3 separate regions of the Gossypium hirsutum genome follow, and all the other regions are linked to region 2. The links are chromatin contacts, called in public Hi-C maps. All regions are on one chromosome and are shown on one strand. Each heading gives the region's core, a stretch centred on a gene start, on an enhancer-like site or on the middle of the called end of the contact. The rest is flanking DNA. Distances are from core to core; before and after follow the strand shown. Region 1 holds the start of LOC121212509 (protein MIZU-KUSSEI 1). Region 2 holds the start of LOC107918055. Region 3 holds the start of LOC107918031.

The links. Hi-C and Micro-C count contacts between places; a contact is called where the count stands out from the background.
Region 1: a contact with region 2 is called in a Hi-C map of leaf, with 4 times the contacts expected there. The contact joins the promoter of LOC121212509 here to the promoter of LOC107918055 in region 2. A contact is called at or near these places in 19 of 34 Hi-C or Micro-C datasets (anther, callus, cotyledon and 4 more).
Region 3: a contact with region 2 is called in a Hi-C map of leaf, with 3 times the contacts expected there. The contact joins the promoter of LOC107918031 here to the promoter of LOC107918055 in region 2. A contact is called at or near these places in 13 of 34 Hi-C or Micro-C datasets (anther, callus, hypocotyl and 2 more).

The regions. Positions count from the first base shown.
Region 1 is chrA01:26,432,890-26,436,353 of Gossypium_hirsutum_v2.1, reverse strand. LOC121212509 (protein MIZU-KUSSEI 1) reads left to right here and starts at 1,266. Exons shown (of 2, transcript XM_041085549.1): 1 at 1,266-2,222; 2 at 2,837-3,240. The coding sequence starts at 1,533. The coding sequence ends at 2,869.
Region 2 is chrA01:26,633,874-26,637,417 of Gossypium_hirsutum_v2.1, reverse strand. LOC107918055 reads left to right here and starts at 1,376. Exons shown (of 11, transcript XM_016847555.2): 1 at 1,376-2,226; 2 at 2,351-3,499. The coding sequence starts at 1,465.
Region 3 is chrA01:26,390,569-26,393,899 of Gossypium_hirsutum_v2.1, reverse strand. It overlaps LOC107918031, which reads right to left and starts at 1,817. Exons shown (of 3, transcript XM_016847524.2): 1 at 1,478-1,817; 2 at 1,077-1,391; 3 at 40-856. The coding sequence starts at 1,582. The coding sequence ends at 110.

The sequences.
Region 1 (3,464 bases), core at 17-2,516, 200 kb after region 2:
ATGGAGCCCAGGTGAGCTGTTAAGGCTTTTAAACTCACACGCCAACTATATCATTTTTATGGAATATGATGTAACCCTTCGTCTAATCAGTCTGGTGAGGGCCACTAACCAAACCCAGATTTAAAACATACCAATCTATAATAAATCTTTGGAAATTTTGTTCAAGTGTTATCATTAAGCTAAGACGGGGAGCAATTTTGAGTGGTCCATCATTAGTTCATCTATTACTTACAGCCAGATTTGATTCATTGTTTTGTTTAGATGAATCCCGGTTTGAAAAGGACCTGTCTTTGTTTTTCACATGGCTGCTGAATCATTAACAGGGCATGTGAGGAGAACTGGAAATTTTACTCTATAAACTACCAGTGATTGATGAGTTTGTTTAGGGTTCAAATTATGAGAAATGTTTTGAGGCAATTGAAAACAACATGATCAAATATTCGAGTTTTTGGTGCTTCCTGAAATGCCTCTATCGAGTGAGACTATGGCCTGTCAGCATTAAAGAAAAGTCGGTCACAAGCATAACCAAAGGTGTTCCTTTTTTTTTTTTTTGCTTTGCCCCATTGTCCATGGATGAAACAGTGGAACATGAGCTGAACCTCAATAATTAGTGAGAATTTGTGATGGGTTTTCTTTTTTTTTTTTAGGAAGCATAAAGTAGATATATCAGAGTCCCATGCTATAAACCCAACATTACAAGAGTCCTTTCTTTCCTCCTTTTGAGAGTGTTTTTCTTAACACAAGATGTGATCCGACCTCCTTTTATCTTATCCTTTTCACCGTCCTCTCTTCACCCTAATTATTTACTATAATTTTGTAGGCATAAGCATATGAGGGTGAAACACAATTATCTTTTTATTTAAAAATTGATGAGTAAACGTGAGTAACTCTAAATATTAAATATTACAATATTAACAACAGAAGTATAAAGATTGAATTTGCAAGAAAGAATTTAGTGAATTATAATATCCTACAAATAGAAACTAGGATCCACTATGAATTTGAGAATATTAAATCTAACTTTGTTTTTTGTTGATGCAATTTCATTGATTAAGAAGTGTTTGTTGGTGGAAGGTATTGAATGGTTGCTTCTACTAATATTTGTTAAATGATTCAACAGTATGAAAGATTACTTAAGTACCAAGCTTATGCTTGTATCTCTTTTTCTACAATAACACACTTGCAACAACTTTAGTGTTTTCACAATTGAAAATATACACAATATAATAAAAATAAATAAATCAAATTAGATTATAACTGGATAATAAATTCATATTAAAATTAAATAACCTTGATTGAAATGTAAAGTTGTTTAAATTTTATCATATATATTTCTAAATTATAAATAAAAGTAACGTCTCTTTCAGGCTTTCTTCGTCTTCTCTTCCCCACCTCAAAGATTCCAAGGATAATGAAAACCAAGTAGACCTCCCCTTGGTCCCCATTTTCTCCCTCTATATTAATTTTATCTTTGTAAATCTACTCACAATAGCCCCCTCCCTTGAATTGAATACTTGCAAAAAAGTCCAACGATGCCACCCATTCACTCCAGTCCATATTTCCAAATGGATAATCCGGCAATACTGTCTTTGCTCCGGCCAACTCCCGGCGAAAAGCACCGGAAACCCACCAGTAGTAGTGGCGGTCTCTTGCGCATGTTCAAGCTTTTCCCCATGCTAACCTCCGGGTGCAAGATGGTAGCACTACTGGGTCGACCCCGGAGGCCAATGCTTAAAGATAGTGCTACAACGGGTACAATTTTCGGGTATCGTAAAGGCCGAGTTTGCTTAGCCATACAAGACGATCCCCACAGCGTGCCCATATTCGTGATTGAACTACCAATGCTAACCAGCTTACTTCAAAAGGAAATGGCGTCTGATATTGTGAGAATAGCGTTGGAGAGTGAAACCAAGACGCATAAGAAGAAAGTGTTGGAGGAGTTCGTGTGGGCAGTGCTCTGCAATGGCAGAAAGATGGGTTATTCTATTAGAAGGAAACAATTGTCGGATGACGAGCTTCATGTCATGCAGCTTTTGCGAGGGGTTTCGATGGGTGCTGGGGTGCTTCCTAGCCCAAACGACAAGGAAACAGTGACGGCCGATGGGGAACTGACGTATATGAGAGCTAGATTTGAGAGAGTGGTGGGATCAAAGGACTCGGAAGCTTTCTATATGATCAATCCAGATGGTGCAGCATCTGGTCCTGAGCTAAGTATTTTCTTTGTAAGATCTAATTAGAATTTCTTTTTGTGTTCATTTAGATACTTGGATATTTTACTTGTGTACCATATCAACTTTTTCCCTTTAATGTTTGTGAATTACATGAATGCCCCAAAAACCAGGCTTCCCTTCTCTCAAAACTGGGACTATGAACATGAAAATGTTCATTCAACATGTTAAATCATGTTTAGAATCTGTCAATTGGTCTGAAGTCACAGGTACTAGCTACCTTAGTTATTGCTTCCTTTAGAATCAAATCAAAATCCAAGTTTCACGAAGTTGCAAAATAATAATAATAATAATAATAATAATAATAATAATATTAAAAAATTAATATGTAGTTTCTCTAATTTTTGTTCTAAAGTAAGTAACTGATATTCAAACTTTTAATTTTTACTGGTGTGACACTAATGATTAATTCGTTGATAACACGTGGCAACCTTTTAGTATGCCACGTGATAAATATAAATTTAAAAAATTATAATTTTTTAAAAGTTAACTTGAATAAATAAATTTTACTGTTTTTTATTAATTTATATATTTTTAAAGATTTTTAAATTTTTTTAATTTATGCTCGTCACATATCATACTAAAAAATTGTTACATTTCACTATCAGATTGGTTACGAGCGTCATGTCAACACAAACTAACGATGTTAGTGCAGAGATTGACACTGCTTCACACCTAACAAGAAGCAAGCTACATCTGAATTAAACTTGGGGATGGAAGCCTTCTTTCGTTTCTTGACGGTGAAGTTAAACCAAGCCCATGAGCTTATTATCCTAGGTCAGAACAAGTTGATAGGATCCTCTTTTATGTCCCTGGGTCCCTCCCATGTCGCGACATGGAGTCGTAAAAAAGAAAGTGAAAGATAGAGTTTCTCTCGCTTTTGGCATAATGGGTCCCCATCAATTTAGGTGACATAATATAAGTTCAGATAGCAATCAAGTACCGAAAAAAAATTCATGTACCAAGTATTTTTTGATAAATTCATATTAACGACTAATTTTTTTTCTTGAAATATCATATATATATATATATAAATTCATTATGGTTGTTTTTTAAATAAATTTCAGATATACTTTCTAAGATATATATATCATTATAAAAATGCACAAGAGTAGTGAAATTTTTTTATTCCTCTAACTTCTGCAGAATTTTTTTCACATTCGAAATTAACAAAAGAAAAGACAGGAATAAGGATAGGAGGAGGCTGCTAAAGAAATCAAAATGACCATCAAATAT
Region 2 (3,544 bases), core at 127-2,626:
GCAGAATTGCAAAATTTGTCCCTAAGTTTTTTCTTTTCTTTTTCATTGTTATTTAATTTTTTCTTTTTCTGAATGTCGCCCATATTATTGAAATTTTTGTCAAAAAAATTCAATTTTAATTAACAACTTTGTTAACTAGCATGACGTCTTATTTGATGATTTTACTAATGCCATTACTGATGTAATGTGACACCTCATTTGATAACTTTATTGATGCGGCATGACATATCATTTATCATATAGTGTTTTGGATTAAAATTATAAAAATTAAGTATTTAAAATTTTATAAAAATATAAAAAATTATAAAAAATGTAAATAATTTATTGAAAAATTTGAGTCAAAACGTGATATTCTTTATGCATTGATCATCATTGATAACAATGGGTCCCCTCAATTGATTAAGAATGCATAGGAGGCGATGCCAGAGGCCACACTTTAATTATGGAATTGAGTTTGTTTGATGGGTCTTGAGGCAGTTCATGCTCTAGTGCCATTGATAGTTAAGGATGCAAGTGTAGGGATCGTGGAGGATGTATGACGATGTTGATGCAAATTGCAAGGCGTGAAGAGCGAGATATTTTAGTAGATGTATCGTTTTTCTATTAGAATTGGTGTGTATTGATAACGTTATATTTCAATGTATTATTTTAAATTTATCAATATTTTTTAAAAAATATTTAATATATATATAAATATTTACAAATATCAAATGATTATATTAAATAAATTTCAATATAAAATATTCATGCACCAATCAGTACATAATGTTTCAGGAAAAGTTTGTATTATTCATTAATATAATGATAAAAAATTATAAATTTTATATTCTTTAATATTATTCATGTATAAGTAAGTGGAACGGTACATATTGATATAAATGGTTGGAACCGACTACATTAGTAAAGAAAGTAAAAAAGTGATGCGGGAACCAAGTGAAGTTAGGGTTTTAGGTGATTTGTTGGATGACAAGATTAGAATTAATGAAAGAGTAAGGAAAAACACGGTGGCAATTTTGTTGAACATGGTTAATTATACGACAAGAAAAGGGACGAAAGAAGTGAAAAAAAGAGAGCTGGTTACTCATTTGAGTAATTTTAGACCCAAGTCAAGTTAATTTTGAGTTGGATTGAAAATAAATTCAGGTTGAAATCATATCGAATTCAGGTGAATTTGAGTTTTGTTGATAAAATCAAGTTAAATTGAGTTTTAAATTCATCATATCGGATTTTTGATTTGTTTGTAGAGAGTATTAAACCCATTTTAATTAGGCCCAAGGTTTAAAATTGAAAGGCCTGGTATTGGAAGGGACAAAAAGGTTGGCATATGCGGCTAGAAAATTCCATTTTTATAGACCGTCCTTACCATCTATATATATAAACAACCATTTTCCTCCCGCCATCCTCTTGAACAGTGGCTTCAACGGAATTTCCCAATCTTTTCCTTTATTTTTTCGAATTAAAATTATGCTTCGTTACTGCTTAAGATCTCGTCGGCGTTGCTATCTTCATTATACGCGACGGTTTTCCTCCTTTTCTCCCAACTCCGTTGAATCCCCTAACAATCTCAAAAACCGGCAACCCGTCCCTTCCCAATCACCGCCGCCGCAAAATTTTCAAACTCAGCTTTCAACTCGCCCTTCTGCAACGGTTTCTCTTTCTCGAAATTCCGTTTTGGCCCTCTCCGCCACTCTCCTCTCCGCTATCGTCGCTTCCGTCGCTGTTTTATCTGCCAATAAAGGCAATGAAGCCTCCGGCGGTAACGGTAACCCTAGCCCTAGGAGAAGTCCTCTTTACGACTCAATCGAGCACACGATGCAAAAATCGAACGAGTCCTTCAGGAGGATCGTCCACCAAGCCAAACAAACCAGCGTTGCCGCCTCTGTTTTGTGGCAATCGTTGAGGTCGGTGATGTCATCCGCAAACCACGAAGTTCGGGCTGGGTTCGAGCTACGCGTGGCGTCTTTGCTTGCGGACATTGCCGCTGCCAATGCGAGCCGCAGAGCGGCGATTGTGAACGCTAGTGGCGGCGCGGTAGTTGATTGGCTCCTGGAGACGGTAGCAGTGGGCAAAGCAGATGTTTGCGGCACTCAGGCTGAGGCGGCGAGGGCATTGGCTTACTTAATTGCGGATCCCGACGTGCGCAAAGACGTGCTTGGAAGACCAGGCGCCGTTTCCTATCTGTTGAGGTTCATTTTTTCATGTCAACCTCAAAATAAATCTAAAAGGGTACGTGTTTATTTCTTTTTGTTATATACTGATTATGAAAATGTAACTTTTTTGCACCCTAATCTTGTTGGTGCTTCTAAGTTTTTTGTTTTACCATTGATAAATAGCTTTTGTGTGGGAGCAGCATTCGGGTCGTAGTTCATTCGATATTTCTGATTCTTTGAAAGGTAGAAGTATGCTTGTGGCTGCTATAATGGATATTGTTACATCCAATTGTGAGTGTGTAGAAAAGGAATCTTTTAAGCCTTGGCTACCGGGAAATGCAGAAATGAGAGATATTGCTGCAGCTGTTCAAGTTATTGAAGAAGGTGACATGCATTTAGACGAGGGAGAGAGAAATGATGATGATGATGATGCTGGAAGAGGGATGAAAGGGATTGGAATTAAAATTCTTGAAGGGACGACTGCTATAGGGCTGTCGAGAACATCTGAGCATATGACATTAGATCATTCAAATGATACCCCTTCAGAATTAGATAGGGATACTCCGAGAACATTTGCATTGATGAATAAGCATGGTAGTTCAGTGGAACAAGCCAATTTGTCAGCTGCTGTTGTTCCTGGTCTTTGGGATGATTTGCATTCTCAGCATGTTGCTGTGCCTTTCGCTACGTGGGCATTAGCCAACTGGGCAATGGCGTCGGAGATCAATAGGTCTCATATTGAAGAATTGGATCGAGACGGAGAGGCTGTCATGTGTGCTTTACTAGCACCTGAGAGATCTGTGAAATGGCATGGTAGCTTGGTGGCTCGGTTGCTATTGGAAGATCATAATCTTCCCTTAAATGACTCTGTCTCTGATTGGGCATCCAGTCTTCTTTCTACTGCTTCACATGCAAGCAAAAATGAAGACATTTCCTTATCTCAAATGGCTTTATCGGCTTTTATAGTTGCTGTTGAGAGGAGCCACCAAGCTCGGAGGACTGTAATGGAGAAGGGTCTTGAACTGATGAGAGTAACTGCAAAGATAACATCAAAGCATCAGCAGGTTCAAGAAGCTCTTGCAAAAGCTTTGGAATTGCTCTCAACTGAGGACTCGCATTTATCTATTGAAGAAAGTCAAAAGTGGTCTGGTATTCTGCTTTCTTGGGTTTTTGGAAAATCTTCCTCCAATGAAATTCGGTCCTCTGCCATAAGAATTCTTTCTTGCATTCTAGAAGACCATGGTCCATCTTCTGTTCCAATTTCTCAAGGTTGGTTAGCTCTTCTGCTGAATGATATCCTGGTCTCCAGCAAGCCATCATCTGTTAAAGAAGGCATCGACAAAGTCAAGGTTCGAATGTGTACCTTTTGTTTTTAATTGCTTTCATTGTTATAT
Region 3 (3,331 bases), core at 568-3,067, 240 kb after region 2:
GACATGCATATGTTACACAAATCAACCGAAGATTCAACAGACAGATAATGGCGTATAGCATTGATCTGTAAATATCACCGAAAACAAAAACATCTTACAAGGTTTTCCACTACCATTTGACACCCAATGTCAGAGCCTCAGGAGGGACAAGAATGGATGGGAACTTTGTAAAAGAAATGTTTGACAATAAATTACTCCATGAGACTGTATCTACACTAACAAAAGGCCGGACCTTCTTTAACGTAAGGGGATTCAATTTGTCTCCTTCAACTCTTGTCATTACATCAAACCATAGTCTCTCAACAGTTGGCTTTGTCCTCCATTCAGCTAACATACTGCGAACACTCTCATTGTTCCCAATTTCCTTTTCCAACTCTAACTGGAAATGAACGATAGGTGATGCTTTAATTTTCACATTAAGAGAACCTAAAAACTGCTTTTCATTGTTTCTATCACCTATAAATGTCCTCAGGATTTTTTGTAACCTGGCTATCCTCAAACTTATAGAATCTATGGGGCAAGGTTGTTTCGTGTAACCATCACTGCCATAACACTTTTCAGGCAGCAGCTCAATAGTATCCTTGGATGGGAAATGAGTTTCAATGTGGGCATCAGGGTTCCGAGTTAGGAAGGCAGCAAGAGACACCGACCCTAAAACATGCACAGGAAGTAAGGACCTACAGAACGAATGCGAGAAGGGCAAATATCCACTACTCTTCTCCTTGACACCATTTTCATTTGCCGGTAAACCGAAATTAAAAGTATGGAAAAGATGGATCTCTTGAGCTCCATTTACTTGTAAAGTGATGCCATGACCAACAAGGACTCGTTTCAGATCAGTATGTGATGTGTTCAGCTGATGACCAAATACCCAAGCTTCAGACTACTACTATTGATAACTATTATTTGCAAAGGTCCAATTAAACACATAATTCAAATCAAACATTGATTAAGATAACTTTAAGCTATCTCTAAAGATTAACTAAGCCCCCCACCCCCCCCCAACAAAAAAAAAAACTCTCCTTTCTATGTAATTGATGAGGAATTAAAATAAAAGGGAAAAAAGAGAAGCATACCGGAAGGAGGAGGGAAGCTTGGTGACCGGGAGAGAGGCGTAACTCGAAGGGACCTTCCATTGTAAAAGGCTCGAGTACGGCCGAGGAATTAATTTCATTGACAAAATCAAGAAAATCGTCGCTATTTCGTCTGGTAAACTTTTTCAAGGAAGAAACTTCGTCGGGAAATTTGAAGAGCATATGAGTTTTTCCAAATCGGATCCGGAACTCGTATCTTTTGCCAGTCCCGAATCTAACCTTACTCAATTCCAGTTTTGAAAAATTAAGCCCTTCCGGTTCCCATTTCTGCTTCAAAGCAATCTTCTCAATTACATCCTGATCCGAAGGGGAAAAAACAAATTTAATGAGTATTAAGAAACTTTAATATCAATTATTTCTATTAATTTGATTTTTTTTCTTACCTGTAGGAGTTGAGGATTGTTTGATTGGAGAGGATTGAAAGCGAAGGATAAGATCTGAGAGAAAAGGAAGAAGAAGAGAAACGAGAAAACACGGCGGCTCATCATCGGTGATGGTTGCCTATGGTGCTGCTTTACCGGAGTTTAGGTTAGTGTGTACCGGATGGTAGACGATCAGATGAGTCACTCACTCACTCAACTCGCTCGCTTTGAACTACGTTTCCGTAACACGTTTCTGGGGTTGAAATTGAAATGACAGTTATGGGCTTGTGGGCCCAATCTGAGTACTAAGTTGGCGCTGATTTCATGGTCACGTACTCACGTTTAATGGGTGGTCTGAAATTGACCGCGTTTCCTATTTCTATTAAGAATTAGATATAAATAATAACTAGTTTTTTTTTAATGCATTATGAATTAGAATTACCACTTATTTGGGTTCAAAAAATAAAAGAATTTAGATAATATATGAAATTCAAAAAATAAATTTGAGAAAATTTTAAATTTTATTTTTTTATATGAGTCAAGCCTTAAACAATATATTTTTGCTGAAGACTAACTCGGCCCGAATATAAATTATGTTATAAAAATATTATATTAATTATATATGTTAAATAATAATTATATATATAATCATTAACCCAATAACAATTAAATCTATTACCTAAAATTTAAAAATATTTACCCAACTAAATAACTCAACCTAAAATATAAAATTTTAAAAATTTATTTAATACAATAAAATATTTATTATATTTATTTGTGTTTTTATAATAATAAAATATTTATTATATTTATTATATTGTTTTCTTATATAAATATTTTTAATGTATTTTTAATGTGTTAGAGAACTTTTATTTTAACATTTTTAGTGCATTAAATGTATTATATTTTTTCAAGAATTATTTTAAAATAAAAACAAATCTAAAAAACCAAATATGGACGGGTTAGGTTCGGTCTAGGTTTATCTTTCTTAACTTGAATTATGTTTGGGCAAAAATGTAAGCTTATTTTTTGGATTGGGCCCGAGCTTAAAAAATTAATCTAAATACTTTGCATGAACTCAATCCGAACTTGACCTATGAACGCCTCTAGCATAAATTAAGAATATGCATTTAATTAAATATATTATATTAATTTATTTAATTATGTTTTTAATAGTTTGCAATATTATAATTTGATAAGAATTTTGTAAATTTAAAGAATAATAATTTAGATAAAATGAAATTATTTTTTAAAGTAATAATTAATGTATTTAATTAGTAATCTAGAAAGCAATGAAATGTTAATTTAATTTAGGGACGAAGTTAGAAAATTTTTTGGGGGTCGAAATTAAATTTTATATTTTATGTTAATAAAAAAATGCAACTTTACAATTTTAATAGTTTATATCTTTATAATTATGAAAGGATTAAATCAAATTTTTATCATTTTTGAGGTCAAAATATAATTTTATCATTACTAATTTAAAATTTTATAAACTATAAAAGAACCTAATTAAAAAATTTTCTATAAAAGAACCTAATTAAAAATTTTTTTATTTTAAGGGTACCAAGGCTTTGCCACTGATTTGAAGCTAGTTTATGAATAATTGGATTCTAATTGGTGTGCTTGATTTTTCGAAATTAAGGTATTATTTATTTTATTTTACGATTTGTGGGAGATTATCCTTTTAAAATTTGTGACTATCTCTTTTAACAAAATTGTTTATAAAGTTCGAATTCGAATTCTCTCGTTAAAAAAGTATATTGTAGCTTTTTTAATTGCACCAAATACTTTTTTTTAAAGTAATTTTTTATTAAATAAATCTTTTAAATATTAATTTCCACCCAACAATTTGTAATCATTTATATAAATTAT